2 separate regions of the Mus musculus genome follow, and region 2 is linked to region 1. A link is a contact called in public HiChIP or PLAC-seq data. All regions are on one chromosome and are shown on one strand. The core of a region is the stretch at or near the end of the contact, and the rest is flanking DNA. Distances in the headings are between cores, read along the strand shown.

Evidence for each region. HiChIP or PLAC-seq counts read pairs in DNA pulled down with a chosen protein or histone mark.
Region 2: a contact with region 1 is called in a FOXA1 HiChIP or PLAC-seq map of pancreatic cancer cells. The contact joins two enhancer-like sites.

What each region holds. Positions count from the first base shown.
Region 1 is chr6:32,568,755-32,573,409 of GRCm38.p6, reverse strand. The region is part of intron 1 of Plxna4 (plexin A4); the gene reads left to right. Among named protein-coding and RNA genes, the nearest start is that of Plxna4, 17 kb to the left of the region's middle. Within about 2 kb of position 2,714, at least 15 of the 459 cell types and tissues checked have an H3K27ac peak or open chromatin away from gene starts, as enhancers often do. A contact at or near this core is called in pancreatic cancer cells, where this site is marked.
Region 2 is chr6:32,978,603-32,983,363 of GRCm38.p6, reverse strand. The region is part of intron 3 of Chchd3 (coiled-coil-helix-coiled-coil-helix domain containing 3); the gene reads left to right. Among named protein-coding and RNA genes, the nearest start is that of Chchd3, 79 kb to the left of the region's middle. Within about 2 kb of position 1,898, at least 17 of the 459 cell types and tissues checked have an H3K27ac peak or open chromatin away from gene starts, as enhancers often do. A contact at or near this core is called in pancreatic cancer cells, where this site is marked.

The sequences.
Region 1 (4,655 bases), core at 1,465-3,964:
CCTGCTTGAGTTTCTGTGCTGACTTCCTTTGATGCTAACAGTGATGTGCAAGTGTGAGCCAAATCAGCCCTTTCCTCTCCAGGTACCCTCCTTTTCTTAAGCATCTCCCTCATTCTCTAACCTTCACACTTACCTTAATAAAGCTACTCAACTTTGTTTCACTCTGGCCTGTCCTAAAATTCCCTTCTACAGGGAGTCCATGATCCAGCTTTAACTAAATGGTGGACCCTAAGGGGGAAACTCCTCAAGCTGCTATTGGTAGGGCTGGGTTGCAAATCATTGGAACCACCACTAAACAGTAGAAGCAAGTCTGCATAGTCAAAGTGACAGGATAGGTCTGGCTTGTTCTAGAGTGTTAAAGAACATTTTTTTATTGCTAAAATGCCTTTTAGGCAGGCCAGTTCCCATTCAAGGAGCTCAGGAGCTACACCCCCTCTGTGCTCTTGCTTCACACTGGTATAGTGAAGGCACTTGAATTAATATGCCAAGGAGAGCTTGGTGCCTAGTAGGTATTAAAACAGTGTTTGTTCCCTGTCATGTGCTCAGCATTCTACAGGAAGGGTTCCATTCTGTGGTCCCTATTCTCTGCAGGAGATAAAAAAAAGGGCTGCCGGTGAGATTCTGATTCTGTGTGTGTTCATTCTGAGGGCTCAGCGTAGGAACTGGAGAGAGCATGTCATTTGCTTTGAGTGGAGTTCAGAGAAGAAAAATACCAAACTTTTCGAGTCCCCTGTGCCTCCGTGGAAGATGATTGATCAGTCTTAGGTGAGAAGTGAAGGGCTCAGAGCAGGGTGCCCGATTAGCACAACCACTGTTCAAAACAATTCTTTAGAGCCAGGCTTCCAAGAGTTCAGCCCAGAGGTCGCCTGTAGCTGCAGAATTACAATGCAGCTGAAGAGAGGATGAAGGATCTACTATCTGCTAGATTACTTCTGGTCATCTTAGTTGATACTAAACATGGCTGACCTATGGGCTTCCTCCTGGAATGGAGCTGGGATAGGATCTGGGGTAGGGGTGCAGGCAGAGTTTTGGGGTACTCCCCTTTCAACAGGTCCACAGAAGCAACAGGATTTCTGGTCCTATCTACTCACGCCTCTGTAACCAGTTTTGTGCATGCTTAACTGTTCTCAGTATTTTGTGTGTGATGTGGCTGCACTTCGGTCCTTGGAAAAATCATTGGTTTCTCTGGTTTATCTGGTAGCACACGCTTTCCTTTCTAGGGGGCAAAGAGTAGGGCTTGAGACCCTGAGAAGGGAAGTAACATAATCGCAATGCTTGTGGTCAGAATAGAAGGAAAGCAGTGGACACACCCAGCTCTCCTGGGGAACTCTAGACGGCTCTTATGCCTCTAGAAGTGGGCATCTGAGTCCCACCTACAGCTCTCTCCAAACCCTAACAAAGGTACGGATCTCCACAGTTCCCTCTTTTCTTACATTGCCTTCTTATACTTCTTTTTGGAAGCTTCTCATTAACTAATGTGTAACTGGACATCCTCAGAGGGGAAACTGGTCATCTGGGGAAAGGAGAAGACTCAACATGAGACATTTAATGGTCTGGATCCAGTGTGCCAACCATGTACATCGTGTCAAATCGGATGGAGACTCTGGGCTGACACTGAGTCTCAGACTGTGTTGGTTGGAAGTGAAGAGAGCTAGTTTTGTTGATCCCAGCCTTCTCAGTGTTAGCTCCTTACTCAGTCCTCCTCATTTCCATTCCTCCTTCCAGGACTTAAGCAAGACTGGCCTTTCTTGGCAAATACTTACAAACGGTCTCATTAAATAATTTGTATAAAGTGTGTTTATGTTACTGACTGTCATTATCCAGTGAAATACTATTTTATTTGCATTAGGATTTACAGTGATGTAATCGCTCTTAGTTTTAATTTGATGGGGGCCCGTGTTGGTGCATTCAAGAGAGCCAGAGTAAAAGTGTAAGGCATATCACACAGCCAAATATAGAAAATGAATTCTGCAACTGTCAAATAAAATTTCCCCAGCACATATTGTTTTGAAAGAATGGCATTTTCGCCTAAAACTTATATTTGCAAACTTTAAAATACTGCCAGGCATGGAAAAGACTTTAACTGGCTAACCAAGGGTTTGAATGCTCTTACATTCCAGCCATTTCCTGGGTCCAGGCCTATTATTTTATTTATTTATTTTTCCCCGTGGCAGCAGTAGCTTACTTAGAGACTCTCTGCAAAGTCAGCCTGCCAAGAGTTTCCTGGTAAATTGCAATTTATTGACTTTATTTTGGGTATTTCCATTTACTTAATTGCACACTTCTTGAGAGCAACCATCTTCACACACACATTTATAATTCTCGCTGGACCCAACATAATGTTTGATTTTCTTCTCTCTCTCTCTCTCTCTCTCTCTCTCTCTCTCTCTCTCTCTCTCCCTCTCTCTCTCTCCCCCACCCCCCACAATATACTCACTGTGTTTTCTGAGCTTCAAAAGAGGAATATCTTTTTCTGTTGGCTTATTCTTTTATTTTTTTATTTTTAAGATGGGATTTTTTCTATGTAGCCCAGGCTGTCCTTGAACTCCCAGTAAACCTCCCGTCTCAACCTCCCGAGTTTCTGGGATTATAAGCATATGGCTAAATCCTGACTAACAGGAGTGTTTGAGTGGCCAGATGGTAGAGGGCACTGGCCCCCGGGAAACAGTGTGTACACAGGAAGTGGGAAGCAGTTTCCTAGGGGGATCTGCATGTGGAGATAGCTGCGTGCTAGTGTGATGAATCTATTAGTCATCCTTACTTCCCAGTGGATGGTGAGTGGGCATCCAGTGAGCTGGGGCTTGATCACACACTTACTGTATCTCCTTGGGGGTACAGGGGTGGGGGTGGGGCTGTTAGTTCTTCCTTTCCAACATGAAAACACCACTAAACTGGGCTGATTTCCTGTTGTCTTGAGCCAGAAAATTTTGAGCTTTTATAAACATCAAACACACACACAGACACACAGACACACACACAGACACACACACACACACACAAATATATGTGTGTGTGTGTGTGTGTGTGTATATATGTGTGTGTGTGTGTGTGTGTGTGTGTGTGTGTGTGTGTGTGTGTGTGTATGATGGTTGTAAACATCCAGGAAATAAAGAGATCTTTCTTAGAGGGCACAAACAGCTGCCCTTGGTGGCTGCTTACCTATTTTCAAGCCTTTCCTTCCCAACTCTTTTTATCTTCGGCTAAGAAAATATCAAGTAGCAGGCCTTTGCCAACTCACTTCCTATCTGTCTTGTCTGAGTCAAACACCCTGTTGGGGTTGGCAAGTTGGGAGCCTTTGCAGGGGATGATGGGAACACCCCCAACTCTGGTAGTGGTTAGGAAGGCTTCCTCTTTTTTCGGTTCTCCCTGTTCATTAGTTAGGGGTGACCCTACCTCTGACAGGGTAGTCATCACATGCAGGGGGTGAGTGTAGCAAATCCCAGGGTCAAATTTATGTGCATGGCGGGCTGCTGCTCAGAGGCATCAGGAATTAGGAGTAGCCCTGCCCACCTTCATTTTGGGTTACATGATCCATCTGTAGTCTGGTATTTTTTTTATCTATCTATATATGTATGGATATATGATATATGTATAGATATATGATATACATACACACACATATATATGCTTGAAATTTAGAATCTCAGCTTATTTTTATAATATTTAATTTGGGGTGGAGGGACTTTTTTTTTTTTTTTTTGATGGATTGCTTCAAACAATGGGTTATGCCCATCAGTGGGTTGAGCTTTACTGTAATATCACATGACTGCTCTTGCATTGTCTCATTTGACCTTCCCGAGTCCTGGAATTTGTCACCTGCAACTTTGATAAATGTGATTCTGAGTCTTCATTCAAATTGTTGATAAAAATGTGAAGCAGCCTAGCACCAAGGACAGAACCCTCGCCATGACATTTCCTGTAGAGCATCCCTCCGGAGTTTGACAAATAACCATTGAGTTACTGGTCCTGGGTCTGGGAGTGCCGAGGACCCAGCATACACTCCAGAGGCAGACAGACCCATCAGTGCAGCTGACTTATGCCTCACGGCCACAGGGACAGATTGTTTTCAGTAATGACAGATAGGTGACAGTTGTAGGCTTTCTTCCGCACTACCTGACACTGAAAGCAGATTATGAACTCATTTCTCCCCCTCCTGCCAACCTTTGTCTGTCACCAGACCCACCCCACTCTTACAGGTAAGAAAGGACATACTGTCTGTCTCAGCTGCTCGATCAGGAGACAGATTGCTAAGGCAGTAAGTCCTTCACCTCTCACCACCACCACCACCACACACACACACACACACACACACACACACACACACACACAAGAGGGTGTGGGAAATGCAGGTGCCAGAGGCCCCTTCTTTTGGTCTTGGAGTGAGGCAAAAATATTTTCTGCATGATCCACAGATGAGAAACTTTGTAATACACTGACTCGTGACTCTGATGAGCTTATCTGAGGCAGAGGCAGCAATACTTTAGATGCAGGTCCCTGTTCACCTTCAAGGGCAGTGGTTCTCAGCCTTCCTAATGCTTTGACTCCTTGATACAGTTCCTCATGTTGGGGTGACACTCAACCATAAAATTATTTTTGTTGCTACCTTATAACTGTAATTTCACTACTGTTATGAATCATAGTGTAAGCATCTGTGT
Region 2 (4,761 bases), core at 649-3,148, 410 kb before region 1:
AGAGGGCATTAGATCTCATTACGGATGGTTGTGAGCCACCATGTGGTTGCTGGGATTTGAACTCAGGACCTTCGGAAGAGCAGTCGGTGCTCTTAACCACTGAGCCATCTCTCCAGCCCAGGAATGGCTCTTTTTTAACAGCCATCTCAGCCTCAAGCATCTATGAATGAAAAAGGGAGGCGAACACATTATTTGTCACCTGTTGCCATGTGATGTCAATCACTGTGCTTGCCTCTGCAGTTGCATGAGGATAGAGTTAAAGTTCAGACCACAGGACAATGCACTGAGAAAATGCATGCAGATGGAAGGCTTTAGTTATGGCCATGAACAGCTAGCTGAAGCTAAACTTGGACTCAGAACTGAACATGCTCTTAGAGTGTCCTATTGGAGCATTGGGTTTCATACAGTTAAGATCACAACACAGTGACCGCCATTTGTTTTGAGTCATAAATCTTCAGTTTGAGTTCTGCCTCTTATTTGCCTGTGTAATTCTGAGCCATTTGTTTAACTTTCCATCTTTGTTTTCTTTGGGTCTGAATTGGGAGTACAGCTCCCCTGAGGGATTTTTATGAGAAATAAATGAAATTGTGTGTGTAAACGTGTTAAAATATGTGGGTGGCATTAGAGGGTTCTTTGTAAGTAGCAGCTATTATATTAGTAGACAGTGTTATACATGTAAAAATGTACATAATATGTATGACTTACAAGTTTAAAAAATCTCCCGTGCTACAGAGAACACAGTGAACAGAGTAGGGGGTGAAAGGACCACAGAGGTCTGGCGTCTTTTGTTAGAGTGCATTTAAATCATGTTTTGTGAGAAGCTCAGAGCAAAGCCTGAATGTTAAGCCTGCCTCCTGTAGGTTGATTCCCTGTCTGCGTGCTGTAATCTACACATTAGACTTTAAAAACAAAACAAAACTTGATTTGTACTATAATTCAGGCAACTTCTTTTTTTATAAAGTCTTTGATGTGAATTCTGTATAATAATTTTTAATTCTTGAAGTACATTTATAGTTGAACTTTTGAGTCAGAGATAGAAATATCAAGTGAGGATATAGTATAATTCCTGTATCTGACAATACTGTGTTGTAAACTAGGATTTGTTAAGAGGTTAAACTATATGTTAATTTTACACGCAGCAACATTGGTATTAATAATAATAATGGAGGAGTTAGAGAGATGGCTCAGTGATCAGAAGGTATGCTGCTCCTGCAGAAGACCCACTCTTGGTTCCCAGCACTTAGGTCAGTTGGATCACAAATGCCTGTAACTCCAGCTGCAGGGGATCCGACCCCTCCACAGGCACCTGCCCTCAAATGCACATACCCACAGATAGGCGCATGCACACAATTAAAACTAAATAAATCTAAGATAATTAGGGTTGGAACGCTTTGGAAAATGACAGTGATGCTAATGGCCGTGATGGTAGCGTGGCTTCATGGGTGTTTACTTATTTCCAAATTCATAGAAATGTTTATATTAAGTAATGTGCAGCTCTTTTATGTCGATCACATATTAAGTGTCGTGGAGAAAGAGAAATCCTGGTGAGGGAATGCACTGGAGTTATCCTCAAGAGGGTGTCAGCAATTCCACTTCTTTCTTTTTATCTGCATACTTTCACCATCTCTTTTCATGTTTAAGGTGAAAATTAAAATAAAATCCAGTATATGACTTGGTGTGGCATTCAGATCAATTCATTTTTATTAGAATTTGCTTTATTTTTTTTTAAACATGGTTTCAGAGGGACTACTAGAAATAAAGTATCTGCCAAGGAACAACTTGTTGGCTGATGGATAGTGTCAGGGAAGCCTGAAAATTGACTGCTGTGGAGCAGTAGTGGGTGCCGGAGTTGTCGCTGTGCTTCCTCTGCGTGCCAAGGTGACTTTTACTAGATGGGACAGTTGGCTTAGGGCCGGATAGGCCTCGTCAGCACTTCTCACGTTTCCTGAGGGTGCGGAGTTAAGCATTTGAGGCCATCTTTCTTCAGAGGAGACTGATGTGGATTAGAGGCGCGTGTTTAACTAGTGAATCATGGGATTGCACTGTGCCCGACGATACAAATTTGATTCTTAAGAGGCTGCTTATCCTTTGTTGAAGGGGATTCAGGATTAGTTTCGCAGTGTTCCTCTGGAGAGGGATTGTCCTGTTTCCTTACACAGCTTCATTAGACCTGCAGCTTTCCGTTGATGGTCTGAAAGCCATATAGGTCTTTCCTTTCCTCACTTGGTTGTCCTGCATCCTTATGATGTACCCCGCTGCTGCTCTGTCCCTGTGGAACATTGCCTTTGTTTGATTGTGGTCTACAGTTTGTTCTTTGTGTACACAGTGACTTCACAGTGCCTGTAATACATGGGGCCTGTGCTAGAGCACAAGTTTCTTTTTAGAAAAGTGTAGCCAATCAAGAAAAGATGATATACAAACACTATTTTCATAAGCATTAGTTTTCAATTTAGTCCACCCCCATTGCCAGATCAACCCATCCAGTCTTTATTGTGGTTTTATTTTGTTTGATTCAGGGTTTCATTATGTAGTTCAGGCTATCTATACTCAAGTTCCCTGTCCTCTTGCTTCTGCCTCTGCCTTCCACTTTTGGAATCACGGGCTTGGGCCACCACATCTGCCACCTGCACTCTAGCTTTTAATTTATTAACTTTATTCTAAAGTTCTTTAAGTCACTCTTAAAATGTAACGCTATGATTAAGACCTTTAAAAGTGGAAGGGTCCGTGGTCCATTGGAGGTTTGTCACCAGTGTTGCTCATTGTTGAACTGTTTTCTTTTCCCCCTTTCATTTCCTGTCTCATTTCCAATAACAATTTCTTCAAAAAGCCTGAGAGTGGGGTGAGCCAGTGGATTTTTTTTTTGGTGTAGCATAAGAATACACAGAGGTGGACTCAGTTTTAAGGATGCTCCTAAGAGTATGTTTGGGGTCCATCTCTGTCAACTATTTAGGTGGGTGTGGTGTGGGGAGATGGAATGTGGAGACTTTCTCAGTTACAGGTCTGTTGGCTGATCACACACTGCTGGCCACCCAAGGACATGTTTCTTGGCTCTTCAGGTATTTTCAGTGAGGGTGGTACAGAGGTGGGTCTCGGCCCAGATGAAGTAGCAGATGGAAAGAAGGAGAAGCCTCTTTGTCACAGACAGAAGGGGACAGCCCTCCTCAGCGGGAGCAGCTTCTTGCAGGAGGTCTCCACAGTAGCTCACAGGCCACCATCTGTACATTGGTACTTGTTGCCACTTGATCATGAGATGCCACCAGCTTAAGATGTATCTTGATTTCTTATGTGCATATTGTGTGTGATAAGATAGCCTAAGTTCCAGAAGAAGACAAAGGAAGAGTTGGAAGAGAGGTGATAATTAAATGACAGCTTTCTCTGAAGCCAAGGGCAGACTGGAGCCTGTAAATTGAAAGGCTTCTTATTTTTCTAGGCTGGATTGATGAGAAAAGATGCACACGTAGTCATAGATTGTGACAATTTTTAAAATACAGAGAAAAAAATTCTGAGGATAAGAAGAAAATTGTAGAAGTTTTAAGATGGAAAGAATAGATAATTTGTAAAGAAAACAGGATCTGGGTACTAGGCTTTGCCTCTGCAGACCGGAAGCTGGATGATGTCCCAGCAGAAGGACCGAAATCCTGGGGTTCTCTGAGAGTTTCCCTGTGAGGAATTAGGGAATGTAGTAATACAAACAGCTGGTCCGTAGAATCTATGGAGACAAAGCATACTGATTATTTTTACAGAGAAATTTGATGTAACGATTATTCATGAGACATTAATAGTCAAAACAAAAGAAACAAAATTTACCAGTCCTAAGGCAGTTCTGTTTACCAGAATCAAAGTGAGCCACCTACCTACCTATATAGCTAACTTCCTAGTAACTGTCTAAATTATAAATACATCTCTAGGAATGTTTCTATTTTTTAGTGTATCTCAAATATGCAATCAATATAGCATTCATGGCAGAGGCATGTTACATCCTTTTCTTTCATGTCAAGTCTTTGGAATCTGGTGTATGAGCTATAGTCACTGCTTAATTTGAACTATTCTGGACTCACTGGCCTTGCCAGAGGACACATATGTGTCATGCAAGACACAGAGCATGAAGAGGTCCCCACCTCAGCCTAGGGAGCAATGGAAGGAGGTGGAGCCTCTGAAGTGGGGGTACCTTCTGGTCGGTGGTCGTGTCTGAGGTGGTAGAAGGGAGGGTACTAGTGATTTGAGGAGGGTACCAGTGGGTGGGACTAGTGACACTGGAGTGGCACCCAAGGAGCTTGGTCCTGCAAGGTTGAATAAACTAACCTCTGCATCCAGCTGGATTGGAGCAAAGCCACCAGGCAGGTATTCCTTCAGCCTTGCAGTTGCCCTCTGGCACTCCCTAATGGAAACTCTACCAGCACCAACCAGCAAATCACTAACAGTTTAGAAAGACCCAGTGTGAAGCAGGGTATAGATGACAGCTAGTAAGCTGAGAGTCACTGCTAAGCAACCAACAGCACAGTTCATCTTGGAAGAATAGTAAGAAAAGAATGAAAGCTGAGACCCCTACCGAGAGGAAGAGAAGCACCTTGGTTCTTGACCGTTGAAGACAAACCTTTGAGGACCTATAGTGGAGAAGTGCATTTGAAACCACTCAACTCTTAACAGAAGGATTGGTAGGAAAGGAAAATATCTGGTTTGCTGTCACCTGTTTTGCCAGTCTAGTACCTGCATTTGTAAACTGTAGTGAAAACACTACTGGTGTTGAGAGTGGAGGCCATT